Linked DNA regions of Mus musculus: all the other regions are linked to region 1. The links are chromatin contacts, called in public Hi-C, HiCAR-type and promoter capture Hi-C maps. All regions are on one chromosome and are shown on one strand. The core of a region is the stretch at or near the end of the contact, and the rest is flanking DNA. Distances in the headings are between cores, read along the strand shown.

Region 1 (2,896 bases), core at 281-2,780:
GGTTCTAAACCAGGGTCCTCTGCAAAAGTAGTTAAACGCACTTAATTCACCATCTGAGTTGTCTCTCCGACCCTTCAACTAAATTTATACACTGCCTTAATATTAAAAATAACTTTAAAAAATAGATTTTGCTATGCAGCCCTAGGCTGGCCTCAAACTATTGATCCTTCTCCAAGCTGCAGACCGCTGCTATTGCAAGCGTGCTCCATCACGACTGACTAAAGGTTTTAGTTAGAAAACAAAGCACTCCTTCCTTTGTGCTTGCAGTACTGCTTGTGAAAATGACTAAATGTCTAAACGGAGTGTATCTCCTCAATTTCCCCAATTGTTGCGTAAAAGAAGGAAAGATGATGTACAAATAACGGCAGTGATCACTTCTGTATTGCTATGAGGTGTCCAACTGTATGTATGTTTACCCAGTTATTCACTTACCAATTCAAGAAAAAAAAATCAACAGCGGTTACTTTTTGTTAGCACTTTAACTTTCTTTTTTGATAGTGTGTTCTTCATAGAAAAGGCCCTATAGATAAACGTGTCCACATAAAACGAATTTATGTTCACAACCATTTAAAGGTACTGGTGATTTGAAAATGTATTTCTATATGACTATGGATTCTTCTAAGTAAATTATATTTCAAATCTAGTTTTATACAGTAAATAATTTAATGGCTCTTTATTATTGTAAAGGGTTGGCTTTACTTTCCCTATCAGTTTAATATTTTTACTTATGAAAATACAGCCTAGCAACAGTATTATTTGCGCTTTAATACTTTTTGTTGGGAAACCCAAATGCTAGGGCAAATTGACCTGTATTGTTACTTGTTTATTGTAGTACAATGTATACCCAGTAGGTGTTCAAGAACTTCTCTATTTTAAACGATAACTTTTATTACAGAAGTTCACTCAGCCTAAGTTACTTCTCTGGGAACTAGTGGTGTTAAACCACAGTGTCTTTTATATGCCTAGTACATCATTGTAGTCGGTTATTTCCAAATAGCTTTCTCAAGGACTTAAATGCAATTCTAGGTAAAAAGCTAAAGTAATGAAACTCAAAACGGATTTCTGAGTAAACACCATCTCCTGGCGAACAGTGTCAGGTTGACAGCGCTTTTCACATTTGCAAATTTATATGTATGGGTTGAAAAAAAATTAAAAATTTCTATCGAGACATTTTTTTTTGTTGTTAACTATAGCTGTATGTTCAACAAAAATGCTGGATTCTACCTTTCCAAGAATTGGAGGGAAAAGTGACTCTGGCAAGGCGGAGCTGCGCTCAGGGAACGCCTAAGGCAACATTTGCACCTGCCTTGAGCCTGCAGCGGTCGCCACAGCAGTGCTATAGGAAATGCTTCAAAAAAATTTTTTTTTTCTTTTCTGAATAGCAGCTTTACAATGTTCTACAGCGAAACCGTCGTTTTACATATTCCGAAATTCTTTTCCTCCTGGTTTGTCAAGGGTAAACTGGAGATTCTTTTACCTCACAAAGGCTATGGGGAGAAATACGAAATTGAAAAGTCACTATGGAGACCACCTCCGGGCAAGATGAAGGAGGAACACTGGAAGTGGAGCGCCTGAACACACGGCGAGACTCTGAAAGCTATTAACATTGTTTGGGCGGTTAGGGCGGTTGGCGGCAACTCGCCGGAGGGCGGCAGTTGCGTGGCACCCCGAAGCGTGCCTAGGCGCACGCTCCCCTCCGCTCCTCCACTCAGAGAGCAAAGTGGGGGCGGAGGGGGAGGGGGAAGAACGCGAAGGGCGGTGGAACTACAACTCCCGCAAGGCCTTGCGCGTCCAGGGTGCTTTACAATAGAAGCTCGGTTGGCGAGGTCTGCGGAGAGGTGTCGGAACTGCCGTTTCCGGCATGTTCAGGTCTACGAGAACGACCGATCAGTGGAGGGTGGGGGAGAGACTCCAATGCCCAGCGGGCCATGCGCGGGCAGCGCTTGCGCGAACCGCGGACGGGGGGGCGGTCGGGCCATTTAAATGTGTGTTTGTGGGTGAAATGGCTGCGCAGGTCGGAGCGGTTCGCGTAGTACGGGCGGTGGCGGCGCAGGAGGAGCCGGACAAAGAAGGGAAGGAGAAACCCCATGTTGGGGTTTCGCCGCGGGGAGTGAAGCGGCAGCGCCGGGCGAGCAGCGGGGGTTCTCAGGAGAAGCGGGGGCGGCCGAGCCAGGACCCCCCTCTCGCTCCCCCTCATCGGCGGCGTCGTAGCCGCCAACATCCCGGGCCGCTGCCTCCAACGAATGCCGCCCCAACCGTCCCGGGCCCTGTTGAACCTCTGCTCCTGCCGCCTCCGCCGCCACCGTCGCTGGCACCCGCCGGGCCCACTGTCGCTGCCCCGCTCCCGGCCCCGGGCACCTCGGCCCTCTTCACCTTCTCGCCTCTGACGGTGAGCGCGGCCGGGCCCAAGCATAAGGGCCACAAGGAGCGGCACAAGCACCATCACCACCGCGGCTCCGATGGTGACCCCGGCGCCTGCGTTCCGGGCGATCTCAAGCACAAGGACAAGCAGGAAAACGGCGAAAGGAGCGGAGGGGTGCCTCTGATCAAGGCCCCCAAGAGAGGTGAGAGCAGGCGAACCGCTGGGGCTCGGGCTGTAGGTCTCAGTGCCCATATCCCGCCCCTTTAGGACTGAAAGACGCCGCTCTACTCCCCTGAGCCCACTGGAGTGGACTCGGGATTGCAGGCGGTTGCCACAGTTTGACCTACTTGAGGCTTCTCTCTGAGGCCGAGCTGTCAGTTTCCATCCCTGTTTGCAGTTCCCCCGGAGCCTTTGCAACATTTATTTTCAAATTCGGCAGGGTTTCCGCGCCGCGCAGTGCTTGGCATCGGATTAGTAGGTGGGGTACTAAAACCTCCCTTTCTGAAGTAAAGGCTTGTCACTGAAAGTCCCTTC
Region 2 (2,896 bases), core at 147-2,646, 920 kb before region 1:
CACCAAGTCCTTGAGACAAGACCAAGGGCCCAACAGCTACAATCCAATATATAAATGTAAGGAATTAAGAGTTAAAGAATACCAGGGAGACAAGGGGGGGAAACTAAGTGAAATGTTAGAAACAAATAAACTAGCCTGTTCACAGTTGGGTATTCTCATGCACGGTGGCTGGGAGCATCAGGAGAGGCCCCTCCCTTCTCACCTGAGACTTATACTGCTGGCAACCGAAAACTTGTCCCCACTTCAGCCCTTCCTAATGTCCTAACCTATGCCCACATGCCTTAGGTAAGTTTATTTGGGCTACCAGTACAACCTTCAAGTGTCCCCCAATTTCTCCAGAACTGAGGGGATCTTTACCCCTTAATGTCCAGCTCACATAATCTGAGCCCTCATCCTGTGTGACTTCAAGGGGGTTGTGTACTCCTCAAGTATTTCTAAGAGTCCTGGGAAACGCTCCTCACAAAACGTTTGCAAATATATCCTGGTCTTTGTTGTAAACTTATTCGAGGCTATTATTCTGTTTTCCCAAAGTTGTTTTCCTTCCGAATGAAAATTATTTCATCTTCCCAGAGGCAACCTCTTAACACAGTTTTGTAAGTGTAAAATTTTTACAATAGGCATTTCCCCAAATCACAAAAGTACACCAAACATCACGTGTTTCTAAACTTTACATCTGAACTCAAGATAAAAGAGACTGTAGGACAGGGAAAATGATTCTTTAAAACACAGCATTACTACTATTCTACTGTCCTAGACTCTTTTGGACAAAAATATTTTAGGAAAGAATTCCCTGTCAGCCACCGTACTCGTTAAACACAGTCAGCCATAGTGCTGTAGAATAGCAGAATAGCTCCCAAATCAAAAGGCTTCCAACATTGCACTAAGGAAAGATTTTCCTTTGTGTATGTGCACACGCGTGTGCATCTAACTGATTGCATACACAAGTGCAGTTGTGGAAGTCAAAGGACAACCTCAGATGTCATTCCCAGACACTGCTCACCGTTTAAAGGAAGAAGGGAGGGAAGGAAAAAAGGAAAAGGGGGAGGTGAGGAGAAAGAAGAGAAGAAATGGAAGGAGGGAGGGAGGAAAGGAGAGGTTCCGGTGTATTTTACCACTTATTGGGGGTGAGTATCTGTTTCATCAGTTTGTTACAATCCCATTACTAAATAACAAACTACATCAATCAAAACCAGAAGAAAAGTTGAACTAAGACCGGAACAGAAATAACTTCGTGAAAAACCAGGATGTGGCACCAATCCGACCTCTGCTGCTCCACCCTAGAAAGGCTAAGGCTGTGGCGAAGCCTGAGGGTAACCAAGAGTCCACCTCTGCGCAGGCGCCGACCGAGATGCCACCACGCCTTTAAAGTGCACCCGGAAGTGACGCGATTCGCGCTGAGCCAGGGCCGGGTAAGGTCTGAGCGAAGCGCCTAGGCTAGCGGGCCCGGCGCGCCTCCTCGGCCACTATGAGCTGCACGATCGAGAAGATCTTGACGGACGCCAAGACGCTGCTGGAGCGGCTGCGCGAGCACGATGCGGCGGCCGAGTCGCTGGTGGACCAGTCGGCTGCGCTGCACCGGCGGGTGGCGGCGATGCGGGAGGCGGGCGCCGTGTTACCCGAGCAGGTCGGCCGGGGGCCGAGCCGCGCCCAGGGGTGGACGCTGCGGGCGGGTGGGTGGGGTCGCGCGGCCTGATTTATCTTGGTCTGGAGGGCAGGGCGGATGTGTGAGCTTCCTGTGTCGTGGGTGGGACTGCTGCCTCCTCCGCAGCACCTGCCCATGTTTACAGTGCCTTAGTCTGTCTTTCTGTCCAGTATCAAGAGGATGCATCCGACGTGAAGGACATGTCTAAATATAAACCTCACATTCTGCTGTCTCAAGAGAATACCCAGATTAGAGACTTACAGCAGGAAAACAGAGGTTAGTCAGGCGTGTGTGTGTGTGTGTGTGTGTGTGTGTCTAGGATTTTTTTTTTCTGGTAATACTACTTTGGACATTCTTACACAAGTGCCTGAACAGTTCACAAGCGTGCACATCGCATACATATATTTAGATCAGTGCTTCAAGGGTCAACTGGTAACAGTAAAATCTGTTAGATTGCTCTTTTAAAAGTCTTCCTGGTTGATGACCTTGAAAGATGTATTCAGTAGTTTAGCAGAGTTGAATTGTTAGATGGCTGGGGAGTGACCACATACCAAATGGAGGCTTCTATAACTAAAGTTCATAGTCTCCAAATGTAACATTTCGATATTAGAGTGAACACTAAAGTTAAGATCGACGTTTCTTTAATGTTCCTGTGCAAGATGGAAGGCTAGAACTTCGTCCCCCAAATACATAGTCTTAGGGTTGTTGATGACAGCAGGATGGTAGTTGTCTGATGGAGCCCTTTTACATCTGCCATTCCACTCTATGCCCCTGACCAAGTATTTACACAATGCAGCTAAGAAACAGGTTCACAGACACCAGTTGGAACCAGCCAGAAGGCCTGAACTGCCAAGCTGGAGGATCTGAGGCCATTCCAAGGGCCTACGTGGTTTAAGGAGAGAACTGACTCCTGGGGGTTCTTCTCTGACCCGACATGTGCCGTGGTTCACACAAATCAACAAAATGTAGTTTTTTTTTTTTAATTTTAATGAGCTCATTTTTGCTTCTGAGAAGTCAATTAGAAAACTGAATTCAAATCCGTGCCTCGTGATTACACGTCCCATTTTATTTGCACAAGACTCTACTGCCTAGAGAGTTGGTTTTCAGGTACACTGTTCACGTCTGTGGGCTTGAATACTGATTTCCAACTTTGGATTCCCAGTGTCCCGTGGAGTGTCTGAGAGCTCCAGCTGTTAGGAGGTTTGCCTTGAGACCAGTCTTAGACGTCATTGTCCAGATGTTTGCTTTTGTTGT
Region 3 (2,896 bases), core at 174-2,673, 900 kb after region 1:
GGCGTCATTTCAGCCTGTTGTATGGCATACTATAGACTATGCTGTATGCATATCATACCTTGCGTACTGCATAGTTTTCATCTGTGTGTTCCCACAGTACCCAGCACAGGGTAGAGCATAATACAGGTCTTTGCCTCTATTTCAAGAAGCCACTCAACCCTTTTAATGTTCCTTTTAAGACATGTTCATGAATAACAGTAATATTCTGGTTAACGCGGACTCCTACCTTCTCCCCTAGCCTCAAGCTACACTATCATTATTAATTCCGTCTAAAACTCGCCCCAAATCACGTAACAGCAGCCATATCTCACCCATACTAGCATTTTGGTCAGTTGCAAGGCAAATCTCTCAAAATCTGTTAAGGCCCAATCCCATTCCCCTGCTTACTAGTGCACCTCTTTACACTCATCCCAGCTAAATTGCTTCTCCGGCTTCCATCCATAGCAGCAGCCTGTTGCTAGAGGTGTTCGTCTATGGTTTGACAGAAGTCTCTTTGATTTTTTTACTTGGGTGGTAACAGGAAAAGGAAACCAAATATCTTCAGCCATAGGGAAAAGGGGCCTCTAGGAGGCTGTCCCTGGCCCCGAGTCTCCATGGAGAAGCCACAGGTGCTAAGGGAGGTTTGATTGCCTACGCAGTTTGTGTTCTTTTCTCCCTAAAGCTCCCCGAGATTCTCCCGCCTACCCTGGGCCTCTTCAGCTCTCCCGCAGCGTGGACCCTGCAGGCAGTCCTCCCTTAACAAGGGGGCGGGGATCCCCGCTTGGCCCGCGCCTGCAGCGCCTTCCCTGTGGGACTCCCCTCCCCCACCATCGAGCCCCGACCACCGCGAGCCGCGCGTGGGCACCGACCCCTCCCCGCCGGGCTGGGCTGTGCAGAGCGGGCGGGCTACGGGTGGCGCTGGCTGGGCGTGGGCAGACGACGGAGTAGGTCTGCCAGGACCGGACCGGCCTGATCGGCCCCGGGCTGCATCCCTGTGCACCCGCGGCGGGAAGGTGGCCCCACCACCCGGGGCGCTGGCCCCGCGTCTTGGGGCCCGTGGTGGGCCGGCCCGTACCTGGGCTTGAAGTCGTGGTTGTAAATCGTCCGCAGCCGCTCACGATCTGTCTCCAGGTCCAGTCCACGTTCGGCCAGAAAACTCTCGAACCTCTGGCCGGTCTCCCGGAGCTTTCGGCAGCTGAACTTGCTAGGCATCGCGGCGGCGGCGGCTGCGGCCCAGGCAGGAGGGTCCGCGGAAATGAAACTGAAAGTCGCCGCCGCGGTTTAGAGTTGGCTGGTCTGGGGTGAGGGTGCAAAGGGGAAAAGCCCCCTACCTCTGACGTCTGCTCCGGCCAGCCACCTTCTCCCCGACTGCCTCCCCTCCTCCGTCCTTCTCCTACCTGAGCCTTCCTTTCGGTCTCTTCGTCCTATCCCCTCCCCCCCTTCACATTAACTCTTTCCTAAGGAGTCTGACCCCTCCCTCAGGGCCCTCCCCTTACCCCGAGCTCCCTCCCCTGGCAGCGAGCCAGGATCCGAACGTGGATATCGCCTGGGGCCCCCTAAACAGCCCGGAGGACCTTGGAGCCTCAGCTAGGGCTACTCCCACGCCCACTCTCCAGAGCCTCGGGACATAGAAAAGCTGCAGAGCAAAGGGCAGAGCCCCGGACATGGGTCGGCTGCAGCTGGACTGGGGCCGCTCGTCCAGCACCTCCCCCAGACTGCCAGGGACATAAACCAGTACGGAAGCGAGCGGCACGCCCCCTCCCCCATTCCCTCCCTCCTCTGGCTTTCTGATACAGAGGAAGGCAGAAGTCAAAGTTGTGTGTGTGTGTGTGTGTGTGTGGGGAATGGATGGAGGGAGAGCAAGTGTCTCTATAGATAAAGGGGTGTGCGTGTGGGAGAGAGGGACAAGAGCTTCTGCCAAGACCCAGTCCTTGCTTTTCTGGGTCACACAGGCTTCATAATACTTCAAGGTTGGAGATTCTTGCTCTTGAGCTATGCATTTGGGCACTCGGTTTGTGTTACTCTTCACTACTTATTGGCAGTAAATCATGATTGCCCAGCCAGTCAAAAAAACATTAGCACCTAGAGAGCCAGGCGTGCTAGGCAATAAATGGTTAACACTGACAACATTAGTACCAGGAAAAGAAGTAGACCAATATGCTTAGGCAAACTAAGGGGTGGGGCTACTATAACAACAAATGTAAAACAAGCCTTCTGCACCTATTTATCCCCTGGAATGAAACTAAAAAACAAAAACAAAACCCAAAACAAACAAACCCCATACACACTACAATGAGAAAGTGAGAAAGGCTTAATCTACCAGAATTCCACATGTATCAAAGTTACTGTTCTCCAAGGTTCCTTATAGGCAGCAACAGTCTAACCCAGGGTAGGGAATGCCCTGAACAGGGTCAAGTTCCCCCTTGGTTAACTACTCCTAAGCCAAGAGTATGCTATGCAGTCAGGAATGGAGACTACAGGAACAGGGAAATCTTACGTCCTAGAAATTGATGTAAACTCGAGGGAAAAACTAGGAGTAGCCAGATGCTTAACACCTCCAGACCTTCCCATCCACTTTATATGATGCAGGCTCAGAGAAGATAATAGACTTCTAAAAAGTACTGTTGTTTTGGGGCACAGTGGTCCAAGCCTGTAATCCCACTTCTTGAGAGTCTGAGGAAGGTCTACTAAGAGTCTGAGCCACTTTGGGTTACACAGCAGGACAGTCTCAAAAACAAAATTGCTATTCTTTATCATTTCAAAATCCTACAAATACACCTATGATGAGCACAATAAAAGTGCCTTTTAGACATACAGAAATAGCTTAGTTAGGAATCCCAATGCACCCAAGGCTACACTTGATAACCAGAATCCAATGACATAATTTACTCAAAATAACCAGACACATGACTAACTG
Region 4 (2,896 bases), core at 239-2,738, 890 kb before region 1:
CTGTCTGGAAAAATAAAAGTCCCCCTAGTATTTAACTGTCTCAACTTAGTTCAAAGTCTTTTCTGAGATTTGTGCAATCTCTTAACTGTAATCTGCAAAGCAAGACTGAGAACCAGTTTGCAAACTCCAAACTTCATCTCCATGTCTGACGTCAAAGGGCTCTTCAGATCTTAACTCCTTTCAGCTTTGCAGGTATCTCATGGCTCTGGCTTTTCCAATACTGGGGTCTCCAATACACACACACACACACACACACACACACACAGAGTGGGGGGACAATATTCATATTTGTTGCTTATTTTATTTTATTACATGTAATTTGTTCCCCTGAAAGCCCTACCTATGTCTACAGAGGTCTGCAGTTTCTCTGAATAACCAACTGAAAGTATGGGTAAGAAGTACACTTGGCAGGTTGTGGTGGCACGCCCCTTTAATGCCAGGCCAGGAGAAGGGGGGGGGGTATCTCATGAGTTCTAGGCCAGCTAGATCTACACAGCAAGTTCTGGGTGAGTCCCTGTCTCTCCCCCGCAAGGAAAGTACACCAGGATGAGAATGTTCTCCTCTCCCACAGAAGCAGGAAATAGATGGGAGTGTCCTCAGGGAGCTACCCTTTACCCAAAATGGTTAAGAGGACCACTGAAGTTGGGCATGGTTGTCCACACTTTTAATCCCACTAGGCTGAAGCAGGCAGATTTCCCAGAGTTCCAGGGCAGCATGTGCTACATGTGAGACCCTGTCTCAAAAAACAAACAAAAATAAAAAACCAACAAGATAGTAAAAGTAAAGTAATTGTTTTCTAGATTATTGACAGGGCAGCCTAAATAACTTTGCAATGGTTAGATCTAACCATTCCACTCCTCTACTCCAGTCAGGTGAATTATGCTTTTAGCCTGCTTTCAGCCTTTTAAATACTTATTCAGACTGACACACTACAAAAATCTTCTGGTAACTGAAACGGACAGTTAAAGTGGTTTGGGGAATTTTAGATTTTATTGATAATACAGCCTCGCTTATTTTTGTCTGTCGCAAGCAATGTAGTTTCTGGAAGACAAAAGCTTTACAAATTACTTTGTTAAAAACTTTTCTCTAAAGCAATGAAATCCCTTCTAATGTAGGAGACAGGAGAAAGCCTGTCCCGTGACTAAAGAGAAACTGCGATTTGGACTCCTGGATTATGGCTGAGGAAAGTGAAATCTTTTTATTCACGACACTCCCGGATCTGCCCTCAGAACTGTTCCTACTTCATAAGGCCTTCCTACTCAAGCCTCGTCGCTGAAAGCTTTCGGGCTCGCGAACACCGGGTGAACGCCTAAATTCACCCTTCGCCCCGCCCCCAGCGTCGCAGCAGAGTCACTAAACGCAGAGATTGCTTCTGGCACTACCCAGGGGCGAACGTAGAGAAGAAGAGTCACCGGCTTGCGTGTGGCTAAACGCAGGTCAGCGGCTGGCGTCACTCAGCCCTCGCGCGCAAGCGTACTAAGAGCACGCTCCCCCCACCTTCCCGTGCACGCGCTCGGAGCCTGCAACTCTCGCGAGAGAAGCGAGATTTATTCCTACGTACCGGGCCGTGCTGCTTATGGCGGCGCTGGAGAGGGGGCGCTGAGCTGTTGGGGTGAGTACGACCTCAGTGTTAAAGTGGGGGTAGCAACGAGCCAGGTTAAAGACAGCTGAGGAGACTCAGGTTAACGGGAGGGACCTCTGAGTGTCAGAGTGGGCACTCCTAGAATTCCGGATGGAGGAGAGTTCAGTGTGAGTTCCTACTCCAGGCGTCCCTTTTTCACCCTGGCTTCAACCGTCTCGGCCTCAGGGCCGGCCGCGAAGCCTTAGTGAGGAGGTGAGGCCAGGGGGTGCGGGTAGCGGCGGTGTCGGTGTCGGTGTCGGTGACTGAAGTGGGGGGAGGGAGCGAAAATGGAAACTCCGACCGCAGCCAAGATGGAGGCAGAGGGTGCGGGGCTCGGGCGCGAAGGCTGCCGGGAGCTGTAGTCCGTCCTCTTCCCCCTCTGCGGCTTGGCGGGGGAAAGGGAACTACAAGTCCCGGCGGGAGGGGTGAGGGGGTGGTGGCGCGGTCCTTTGTGTGCAGCTGGAAGAGGCCGGGGAGAAGGGCCTGTTCTTTTTTTCGGGACCTTGTCTGTCTTGGCCGTCACTGGCTTTGGGGATACTACTACGACTACCAGAGCGCAGTGCGGCAGTGGCGCCTTCTTTGTGTGTGGGTTGAGACCCTGTTCCATCTAGGGAAAGTGCTGCGGGACACCTCTGTTCCCTCAGCCACATCTGACCCTAGCGCGGCGGAATTGACACCTTTACTCACATTCTCTTGTGGCTGGGTCTCCACACCTAACTGTCCTTTGGCATTTGAAAAAGGAGTCGGGCCCCGTTCTAGGCACGTGTCTCCCACCTTTCTGTCTGGGGTAAATGGCATGCGTTAGGAGAGTTCCGTGATGCCCTCCCTCCGTGGTGCAAGCGCTGGCCTACATTGTGCAATGAATGGCTTGGCTTTGTCATGTATCTATCTAGTGTGAGAGCCCCAGTCGGAGAGCAAATTAAATTGGAAGATTTGACCGTCGAACGTTTCAACCATACCCAATCTTAGTGCCCCGGTTCTTTTGCTTTAAAGAGTTAACCTTAGAAACACCTTTGTGGCTGGTCTCCAACCTGACTCACAGGTGAGCAGGGAGTACTCCTTAACACTTTCCACTGCAGAAAACATTCTGAACATTATTAAACCACTTAGTTTCCTTGTTCTGCAACTAAAATGAGCAAAAAGATAGTGCTGTTTAAGCAGTTGAGGAGGACGGGCAGAAAGGAACTAAGGATGTTTAAAGATTGTAGTTGAGTTTGGACATTATGTTAGGCTGATGTGAACTTCTAGTTCACAAAACTGCCAAGTTTGTTTTTC
Region 5 (2,896 bases), core at 272-2,771, 870 kb after region 1:
ACTAGGGTGGCCTCAAACTCATAGAGATCCTCCTGCTTTGGTCTCTCAAGAGCTGGGATTAAAGGCATGCACCACCACTGCTGGGCTAGACTATACGTTATCTGAAGGCAGAGTTTCATGGTTAGTACATAGTTTTCAGTTCACATTCAACCAATGTTTACTGAATGAATTCAGAGGCCTGGTGGACAAAACACCCTTCACCTCAGTTATATGATTTATCAAATGTATGGTCCATGCTTCCAATCCTGAGTGAGTGTCTACGTATGTTGTCTGCCTGGATTTGAGACAGCTTCACTCCACAGCCTATGTTGGCCTGGAATTTGTGGTAACTCTGCCCCCTCGGGAGTGCTGAGATGACAGGCATGAACCACCCGGCCAGCTGCACCTGCAGTAGACTCCATATGACATACATTTATTCTGGGAAATACTTGTTGAAACCTATGACGAGCAGAGTTTGGTTGAATGGTACAGAGGGCAGGTAGGAGGGGGAGCATGGCAGGCAGCAGGCAGCCAGCACCTGCCTGGGTGCCTCACAGGCCTGCTTGTAAATTTGACTGATTTAGTTTTTGTAGCCCAGGATGGCCTGGAATTAACTCATAGAGATCCATCTGCCTTTGCTTCTTGTGTGTCATCGTGGCTCACCTCACTGGAAATTCCTGCTGTCACAAATAGTGAGAAACCACTTCTCTGGGCTTCATTTTCTTTACAGGCAAAAGGGAACGGGTATGGGTGAACTTATTCCAGAGTTAGAGACCTGTGTGTTTAAAGTATCCAGCACTAGTAAATAAAGCATTGGTAGATTTCCTTATACACCCATTTCTTTGGCTCTTTATAAGGAAGGAGATACAGGATCAGGTAAGTAACACCTCAGATTGGGATCAACAGCACAACAATACAATAGGAGTGTGAGGTCAGTTTCCAGCTGAGGACACGGCAGCACTTCCAGGAGTGTGCTCTTAACAGGACGTCGGGAAATTCCCAGCGAAGGAAGGAAGGGACTTTTAAGGCGATGGTGGCTGGGGACTGCAGATCACAAAAGGTCTCCAGGGCTCTGGATAGCGTCACGTTGCACTTACTGCAGTGATTCCTGGATAAGAGAGTGGGCAGCTTCTGTATAACCCATCCCCTCGGTCACGGGTAGGGTGTAGGAAATACTGGAGCTTCGAGGTCTGGATGGCCACGCGAGGGCAGCAGTGGCCCTCGCTGACCCCACCCTGGAAGCCGCTCAACTTTCCCGAAGCTGGTCCGCCCCCCACGGGTTGGAAGTGGGGCAGAGGCCGAGTTATCCGGGGTCCCACCCGCCCGCTCACCACCCAGCAATCCAGACATCTCCGGGCACAGTTCCTCCAGCTCCAGCCAGCCCTACGCCCCTTGCCGGGTCCTCAGCCGGGGTGACCTGCGGCCGCCCGGGGCCGGGAGCGGAGGCGGGCCAAGCTAAGGGCCGCCCCCGTCGACCCCCCCCCCCTTCCCTTGATGGACCCGCCCCAGAGCGGTGCTGGAGAGTGGGGCGGGGCCCGGGTCAGTCTCAGCCTCCGGCACTGGCCGCGCAGCTGGAGGCGGTGGAGCCCAAGGTACCGGGGCCCCAGCTGGTGGGTGGCGAGGCGTCGTGGGAACTGACCTCGGAGGAGAGCACTTTCCCGATTCCCGGATCGCTCCGGGAGCGGCTTGGGGGGCGGGGGGTGTTCCGGGCCAGGCAAGAGAGAGCGCCCCAAGCTGTGGGCCAGGCGCTCTAGCCTTCCAAGCTCTCGAACCAGAGCCCAGAGTCCTTCCCTTTCTGAGTCTTTCCTTTCTGGACCTCCCTAGCTGGGCCAGGGACACACTTAGATCTCCGTGAGCGACTCAACCCAGACGCTCCAGTTCCGGGCAGGGAGTAAGAAACAGGGCCTCAGGCTGGCTAGGGGTGGGAGTTCTGGCCTGGGATGGGGAATGGCGGGAATAGGGATGGGATGTGACCACTGGAGGCTGCTACTGCTTGGCGGGTCTGGACGCCGCCCTAGACGGGTTTTGGAGCTGATCTGAGCTGAGAGGTTGAGAAGACTAGGAAAGATCCCGCTCCTGTGTTGTGTATATGTGTCTGAGAGTGAAGGGGGGTGGGGAAGAACAAAACACCCCAATCCCCAACTCTTCCTCGTACCCTCTTGGGAAGTTAGGGAGTGTTAGGGAATTGGGCTGAAAGCTGGAGTCCAGCTCTTCCTTGACTTCTGGCTTTAAAGTTAAGGAAAAGGTGTTGCCCGAAGAGTGATTCCTCGCCTAGATCTCGGGGGGAGCAGAGTACAAAGGCCTGTTGGATCACCTGGGAAATCAAGAGAATAAGGAAGGCTAGTGGCTTGTCCTAGGGAAGGTCCCAGAAGTTCCAGACCCCTCTCCCGGCCCTGGGTGAAGTTTTCGTTGTCTCTCTTAGGGTTAGTGGGGCAGTTCCGCTGGAGCCGCCTTTCACAGGGAGTGTTAGCCAGGCCATCCATGCCATGTTGGCCTTCGGCCTAATGTCCCGGCTTGGCCTGAGTCCCCAATTATTCTGGCCTAAGCAGAGCCTAGATGCAAAGTCTTCGGAGCTGGAGGCTCTAACACAGCCACGAAGTTCCGGCCTCTGCCTCCCACCATCAGATGCTCAGCCGCCTTGCTGCTGTGGGACAGCCGGGGCTCACGCATGGGGATGTGACTAGTGTTTAAGTGTCCTAGGGATCACGCTCCATCCACACTGCCCACCCTGGCTTGGGGCTGTCCCCGCCAGCCTGTGTACAGCTAGACTGGTTGAATTAATGGGAGTAGGTGGGGAAGTTGGAGGAAATCCTGTGGGTTACCTGGATATACCTCTCAGACCTCATTTTTGAAGGAGATATGCAGCATAGCGAATGCCTTCTTCCCAGTCTTTCGGGGGTACCAGGGAAAGCCCCTT
Region 6 (2,896 bases), core at 213-2,712, 760 kb after region 1:
CCCAGGCCAACTTGTTAGGAAGGAGAAAGGCTCAGACACCCCTAGGGTTGAAAGACAATAAAATTTTTGTTTTGTTTTGTTTTGTTTTTTATTTGTTTACAGTCTCCCCTTAGCCCAGGCAAACCTGGAACTAACTCTGTAGTTAGGCTGGTCTCAAACCCACATTGGTTCTACCTTACCCTCTCAAGTGCTGGGATTACTGGTGTGAGCCATCATCACCATGCCCTGACGGGCATGCCTTTACCTACCTTACTCCTAAATTTGCAAACACCTCAGGGTAGTTTTGCAGCTGGTGAAACTGGAGTTGTGTTGGGTTAAGTCACTCTTGCTTATCAATGTCACGTGACCATTTGTGCATAAGCTAAGAAAAATCTTTTTTCCAGTAGTGAGGCCTGAACCCTGTCGCCAGGGCCTCTTAAGCAAATGCTGTCACTGAGCTGTGTACCCTTAGCTCCCTGACCTGAAATCTCCACCCCTTCACGCCTGACATTCATGACTGCTTCCCGGTGACCTTGTGTCCTGGATCCCTGCTTCTTATAGTCCTTCTTTCCCCTAGAGGCAGGCTCAGAAAGCTGTTTTCCTCTTACTCTTGTCTCGGGTCATTTGGCTGAGGAATTGCAGCTGCCTGGGCGGGGCTGGATGGTAGAGGTGTCTGGATCCGCAGAGAGGAAGCGACTGGAGTTCTCAAGAGTCCTGGGTTCACACTGACCCTTCCTGGTGTTCCCTGGCCCATTGCAGTCCTCCTGGGCATTGCCTAGGCTCCCCGTGTTTCTGCTTGCTTACACCCAGTCCTCAGGATGTCCTCTTCCCTTGCTAGAGCCTCAGCCTACGAGCCCGAAGCTCACATCCTGGGGGTTAATTTCTACCAACTCTAATGCCTTCAAATCCCAGGCTGAGCCTTCAGGCCAGGGTACAGCCTGCAGAGCTGACTCATGTGAAGTAGCTATTGGGTGACAAAGGTGAGAGTGGGCAGAAGCCTCCAGCTGCCCCTCCCATCCCTCCCCCCCCCCCCCAATCTGGGCTCCAAGCCACTGTCCCACGCAGCTTTCAGGGGGAAATGTCCTGATCTAAACTAAGACCAGTGCTATTTCCTGGGTCACAAGATCTCCACTGTGCCCCCTGGACAAATCTCGGTGACACCGGGTGCTTGAGCTGCATGGCTGGACAGGCTCCAGGCTTTGATGCAGCTTCTGCTTGAGGCGTTTACCCCAGCAGCTTGGCCAAGCTAAAGCAACCATTCATCCTGACTGTTTCCAAATGGGGGACTTCCTCTGATGGGAAGATCGTCTGATTCTAATGGGGTCTACATCTTGCCTTAAGTGCTGCTCCTAGAAGACACTAGCGCCAGCCCCCTGGGAGTAGAAACTGTCTACTCCCTCCCACCTACACCTCTGGAGAAATCCACGCACCCACCCTCACACCCCAGTACTGCGGTCATTCCTAACACAACACACCCCAGTGACCGCAAACATCCTCCCTCCTACACACAGCTGGACCTGATCTACAGAGGCGTTAATTCCTCAGGACCTGAACAGCGGCTGTTCCAAGTCCAGGGAGACCTCACGCCGACCTTCAAGGAACAAGAGAGGGGCCCGTCGCTGGACACCCAGGATGGTCTCCGCCCACCCTCTTTCCCATCAAAGCCTTTTCTCCGACATAGCTCCGTAGAGACAGTTCAGGCCCTTACGTGGCAGTGTGCGGCGCCCTCGTGTGGCCCATAGCCACCCAGCACGCTGGCCCCCTGGACCTTAGCTTTACCTCGGCTCCCCTGGCACACCTAGGTGTCCCCTCCCCCATCCGCTCCCCCCAGCTGTCCCCACCGGATGTCAGAACTCCACCTATTCCTGTACGGTGGCTTCCTGTCGGTCAGACCAGGTTAACCTGCTCTTTCCATTAATAGGAGGCTTTGAGAGTCTGGAGCAGGAATCCTGCCACGCTTAGCAGATGCCCTGCTGAAGTGAATTTCCTCATGTGTCTGTCTCCCTGCCCACTCTGAAAGGGCTTCGTCTAGGAAGTGAAAGAAAGGAAAACAAAAACAAAATTACAAAACCAGAGTAAGTTCGCAAGAAAACCAGAGTCACCCATCATCAACTGGGCTTTGACAATTTATCCACCGGAGGGAATGCGAGCTGACTTTCAAGCGTTAAGATTTATGGGAGGCTATTGGTACTGGGCACATAGCTAAGGCAAAGATAAGTCAATCATGCTTAGTGGAGCCAAAACCAGGTTGTTTACCAACCTTCACTGATGATAGTGACGATGATGATGATGGCAAAAAGAGAAATAGCTGTAATTCCAAGTAAGCCAGTTTAGCTGTTATGAATAGGAAATCCCCTTTGGGCTAACCTGTACAAGCCCAGTTAACCTATCTTTGTGAGGTTTTTTTGTTTTTTGTTTGTTGGTTTGTTTGTTTTGTCTTTTTGTTTTTTGAGAAAGGGTTTCTCTGTATAGCCCTGGCTGTCCTGGAACTCACTTTGTATACCAGGCTGGCCTTGAACTCAGAAATCCGCCTGCCTCTGCCTCCCGAGTGCTGGGATTAAAGGCATGCGCCACCACGCCCGGCTTCTATGTGAGTTTTTGTTGTTTTTTTGTTTTTGTTTTTGTTTTTGAGATGGTCTCACGATGCAGCAGCCCTGGCCAGCTTGGAACTAACAGAGATCTACCTACCTTTACCTCCAGAGTTCTGGGATTTAAAGAGTGCCACCTTTTGATTGGCTGATTGATTATTTGATGCTGGGAACTGAACTCATATCAGAGTCTTAGTCACTCTTCTGCTGTTGGCATTGAACACCCCCCCCCCCACAGCACCCCCACCCACCCCCCACCCATCCACCCCCCACCCTGCTGCCTCAAGCAAATCTGCTTTTCATTTTGTTTCTACTTCTTCAGACCCCTT
Region 7 (2,896 bases), core at 296-2,795, 740 kb before region 1:
AATCCAGCTTAGACTAACCAGGATTATAACCGAGATCAACTTTTCCAAAGCTCTTGGTTGAACGTACACTGGATAGCTTATATAGTCTCACAATCTTTTTTTCATTACCTCTTAGTCTGGAAGATATTTTACAAAGAATGTATGCTAACTACAGCCTGAGGGGTTGAGAGGCAACGTGGAGTAATATTTTATTACCACAAATCCTAAAGGCAAAAATGATTGGGTTTTGTATAGGCCCTAAAGACAAAAAATAGCAAGATTTTCTCATTATTTTATCTGATCACAGCCTTCCCTCCCACCTATCCTCCTACTCCCTCTCTTCTCTCCTTTCCCCATCTTCTCCCTTTCTCCTCAGAGAAGGGGAGGCCTCCCGTGGATATCAGCCTTGGCATAGCAAGTTGCAGTAAGACTAGGCCTATCTTCTGTTGAGGCTAGACAAGGCTGCCCAGTTAGGGGAAGGGGGTCCAAAGGCAGAGTCAGAGACAGCCCCTGCTCCAGCTGTTAGGGGTCCCACAGAAGCTGCATATCTGTTACATGTGTGTAAGGATCCAGGACTGTCCATTGCAGCCTCTTTGGTTGGTGGATCAGTCTCTGTGAACCCCTGCGGGACCAGGTTAGTTGATTCTGTATGGCTTTTTTTGTGGTGTCCTTGACCCTTCTGGTTCCTTCATTCCTTCCTCCCCTTCTTCCACAAGATTCCCAGAGCTCTGCCTAATGTTTGGCTGTGGATCTTTCCATCTGTTTCCAGCAGCTGTTGGGCGAAGCCTCTCCTGTCTGGAAGTGTAGCAAAACATTAATAGTGTCAGGGGTGGGCTTGCTCTCATGGGATGAGTCTCAAGTTGGGCCTTGATCATCCCCTCAGTTTCTAGTCCATCTTTATCCCCACACATCTTGTAAGCAGGACAAATTTTGGTTTTGTGGGTAGATTGGTGTCCCCATCAATCCATTGGAAGTCTTGCCTGGTTCCAGGAGGTGGCCATTTCAGGTCCTATATCCCCTGTTGCTTCAAGTCTTATGGTCACCCTAGCATATTCCTGTGAGTTTCCCTTTTTCTGGGCTTCTAGCTCTCCCCTGAGTTGCCTCCACTCCAAGGCAGAGCTTCTAAAATGAGGCATTTTATAGTTATAATTACAGTCATGGAAGGGATGAGGTGTTTGCAGTGCTGCGGACTGACCTGGTTTTGCCATTGAGCCGCACCCCTCAGGTTGTTGGATCTAAAAATTTAATTGGAAAATAGGCGCACATTTCTAGTTTCTATAAAAGAACATTCTTAAGGGACCGGCTGCGAAATGAGGATAAAGCAAGGGAGCGCTAGAAGCCCAGCACTATGTGAGTCTAAACAATGGAAGGTTAAAGGATGTGGAAAATATATTTCTCCCCTCCAGCCAAGTCCAGCAACCACCTCTTCCGAAGTCTGCCCTACCCACTCCTTCAAAAAAAAAAAAAAAAAAAACGGCACCCATACAAAGAAAGGCACCCCGGCACGCCAGCACGTGATGCTTAGGCTTAGAGCCTAGTGGCTATAATTACCAACTGCGCGTGCGCCCGAATCGAAGCCCCAAAGGCAGCGGCGTGTGTGACGTCATTCCAGGCGCAGGCGCAGTGGAATTAGAACCGAGGCTGCGCAGACTCAGAAGGCGCTCTTGAAGCCTAGTGCCGCGCGATGGCGGGCACGGGCTTGGTAGCCGGAGAGGTGGTGGTAGATGCGCTACCATATTTTGACCAAGGCTATGAGGCACCCGGCGTGCGGGAAGCGGTGAGTGCGGGTCATGTGCGGCGGGTCCGCCGAAGGCACGCCGCCCTTTCCCGCCGCGACCCTGGCCTGTTCTCGTTCTTAGGCGGCGGCCCTGGTGGAGGAGGAGACGCGCAGATACCGACCTACCAAGAACTACCTGAGCTACCTGACGGCCCCGGATTATTCTGCCTTTGAAGTAAGTGTGCCTTTGAAGTAAGCCAGGAGGCTTGCGGACTTTGATACGGGAGTGAGGGCTTTAGCTGTGTAAAGTGAACTCCACCTTCCAAGTTAGCTGGTGCCTGCAGCTCGTACTGAGTGCCATGTAGGTGTGAGTCGGTTTGAAACCGCCAGATGCGCATGTCACGGGCTTCGTACTACAAGAACCTGCGAAATGCTCCATTAGTTTCTGCAGATTTGTTTAATAGTGTGCACCTCCGTGTGTGTGTGTGTGTGTGTGTAGAAGAGTCATGGTACATTTCACAAAAGGGCCCTTTATTCTCTAAGGTCCACTCAAGAACAGGTATCACTCACGAGATTTTAATATTTATAATCTTAAGTACCTGTACTCTTTGCCACCCCTGGAGGGAGATTCTTTTGTACCAAGTCTCAGATAGTTAACAGGTGTATGAATGCCTGAACAAGCATGTCTAACTGCATGCTGTTTTTAAGTGGTTATTCTACAAGTGCAACCAAAAAACACCACTTAGATGTTGTTAGAAGCACTTTCAGGCTGAAAGGAGACTGCTCCATGCGCAGGGATGTGTGATACTTCGGATCTAGATGCCAGGTTTTTAAACTGGGTTGTGACTCCTCAGTGGGGGTTTCATAACTGATGTGGGAGCTGCAAGAAATTTGGCAAGAGTAAAAAGTACTAACCCAGAAATTAATTGAAAACTCAAGTCCCAGATCTAAGCTCTGGTCCATGTTACATCATGTGACTTCACCATTTACACTGTACCCAAACAGTTTACACTGTGTCAGTTCGTCATGCAGCAGCGGAGACTTCCTGAAATGATTCAAGACTGTTGTGTGTTGTGAATTACAACGTGACGTGGGGCTGGGATTAAAGCTGTTTTCAGAGTTCCACAGCTGGCTGACTACAGGGCATTGAAAACTGCTGGTTTAGGGTTAATCCTTGAGAGGTGGACTCTTCTATGTCCA

The links. Promoter capture Hi-C pulls out the DNA fragments that hold promoters and counts their contacts. Hi-C and Micro-C count contacts between places; a contact is called where the count stands out from the background. HiCAR-type assays count read pairs that join an accessible place to other places. Capture Hi-C pulls out chosen DNA fragments and counts their contacts.
Region 2: a contact with region 1 is called in a HiCAR-type map of astrocytes, with 2.4 times the contacts expected there. The contact joins the promoter of Sike1 here to the promoter of Rsbn1 in region 1. A contact is called at or near these places in 1 of 115 datasets of contacts at active chromatin or transcription factors (astrocytes) and 2 of 9 other capture datasets (adipose tissue and liver).
Region 3: a promoter capture Hi-C map of neural stem cells shows a contact between it and region 1. The contact joins the promoter of Mov10 here to the promoter of Rsbn1 in region 1. A contact is called at or near these places in 3 of 39 promoter capture datasets (liver, neural stem cells and pre-B cells).
Region 4: a promoter capture Hi-C map of liver shows a contact between it and region 1, with 4 times the contacts expected there. The contact joins the promoter of Csde1 here to the promoter of Rsbn1 in region 1. A contact is called at or near these places in 3 of 39 promoter capture datasets (liver and pre-B cells) and 1 of 9 other capture datasets (liver).
Region 5: a contact with region 1 is called in a promoter capture Hi-C map of liver, with 3 times the contacts expected there. The contact joins the promoter of Rhoc here to the promoter of Rsbn1 in region 1. A contact is called at or near these places in 5 of 39 promoter capture datasets (cranial neural crest, hippocampal neurons, liver and 1 more), 1 of 484 Hi-C or Micro-C datasets (CD4 T cells), 1 of 115 datasets of contacts at active chromatin or transcription factors (pancreatic cancer cells) and 1 of 9 other capture datasets (adipose tissue).
Region 6: a contact with region 1 is called in a Hi-C map of rod photoreceptor, with 5 times the contacts expected there. The contact joins the enhancer-like site here to the promoter of Rsbn1 in region 1. A contact is called at or near these places in 8 of 39 promoter capture datasets (the 3T3-L1 cell line, the C10 cell line, the HPC-7 cell line and 4 more), 2 of 15 datasets of contacts at CTCF or cohesin (the NIH/3T3 cell line and large pre-B cells), 4 of 484 Hi-C or Micro-C datasets (B cells, embryonic stem cells, large pre-B cells and 1 more) and 7 of 115 datasets of contacts at active chromatin or transcription factors (the 230-238 cell line, embryonic hindbrain, embryonic stem cells and 3 more).
Region 7: a Hi-C map of the G1E-ER4 cell line shows a contact between it and region 1, with 8 times the contacts expected there. The contact joins the promoter of Bcas2 here to the promoter of Rsbn1 in region 1. A contact is called at or near these places in 5 of 39 promoter capture datasets (the 3T3-L1 cell line, hippocampal neurons, liver and 1 more), 1 of 484 Hi-C or Micro-C datasets (the G1E-ER4 cell line) and 1 of 115 datasets of contacts at active chromatin or transcription factors (bone marrow-derived macrophages).

Annotation. Positions count from the first base shown.
Region 1 is chr3:103,912,590-103,915,485 of GRCm38.p6, forward strand. Rsbn1 (rosbin, round spermatid basic protein 1) reads left to right here and starts at 1,531. Exons shown (of 8, transcript NM_001356556.1): 1 at 1,531-2,564. The coding sequence starts at 1,862.
Region 2 is chr3:102,994,344-102,997,239 of GRCm38.p6, forward strand. Sike1 (suppressor of IKBKE 1) reads left to right here and starts at 1,397. Exons shown (of 5, transcript NM_025679.3): 1 at 1,397-1,624; 2 at 1,813-1,918. The coding sequence starts at 1,466.
Region 3 is chr3:104,816,882-104,819,777 of GRCm38.p6, forward strand. It overlaps Mov10 (Mov10 RISC complex RNA helicase), which reads right to left and starts at 1,424. Exons shown (of 20, transcript NM_008619.2): 1 at 1,055-1,424. The coding sequence starts at 1,191.
Region 4 is chr3:103,019,058-103,021,953 of GRCm38.p6, forward strand. Csde1 (cold shock domain containing E1, RNA binding) reads left to right here and starts at 1,489. Exons shown (of 19, transcript NM_001161854.2): 1 at 1,489-1,612.
Region 5 is chr3:104,787,513-104,790,408 of GRCm38.p6, forward strand. It overlaps Rhoc (ras homolog family member C), which reads left to right and starts at 1,522. Exons shown (of 5, transcript NM_007484.2): 1 at 1,522-1,571.
Region 6 is chr3:104,673,884-104,676,779 of GRCm38.p6, forward strand. No RefSeq gene overlaps it. Among named protein-coding and RNA genes, the nearest start is that of Gm34548, 5.3 kb to the right of the region's middle. Within about 2 kb of position 1,463, at least 184 of the 459 cell types and tissues checked have an H3K27ac peak or open chromatin away from gene starts, as enhancers often do. A contact at or near this core is called in B cells, hippocampal neurons, liver and 3 more, where this site is marked.
Region 7 is chr3:103,170,110-103,173,005 of GRCm38.p6, forward strand. Bcas2 (breast carcinoma amplified sequence 2) reads left to right here and starts at 1,546. Exons shown (of 7, transcript NM_026602.4): 1 at 1,546-1,756; 2 at 1,839-1,931. The coding sequence starts at 1,664.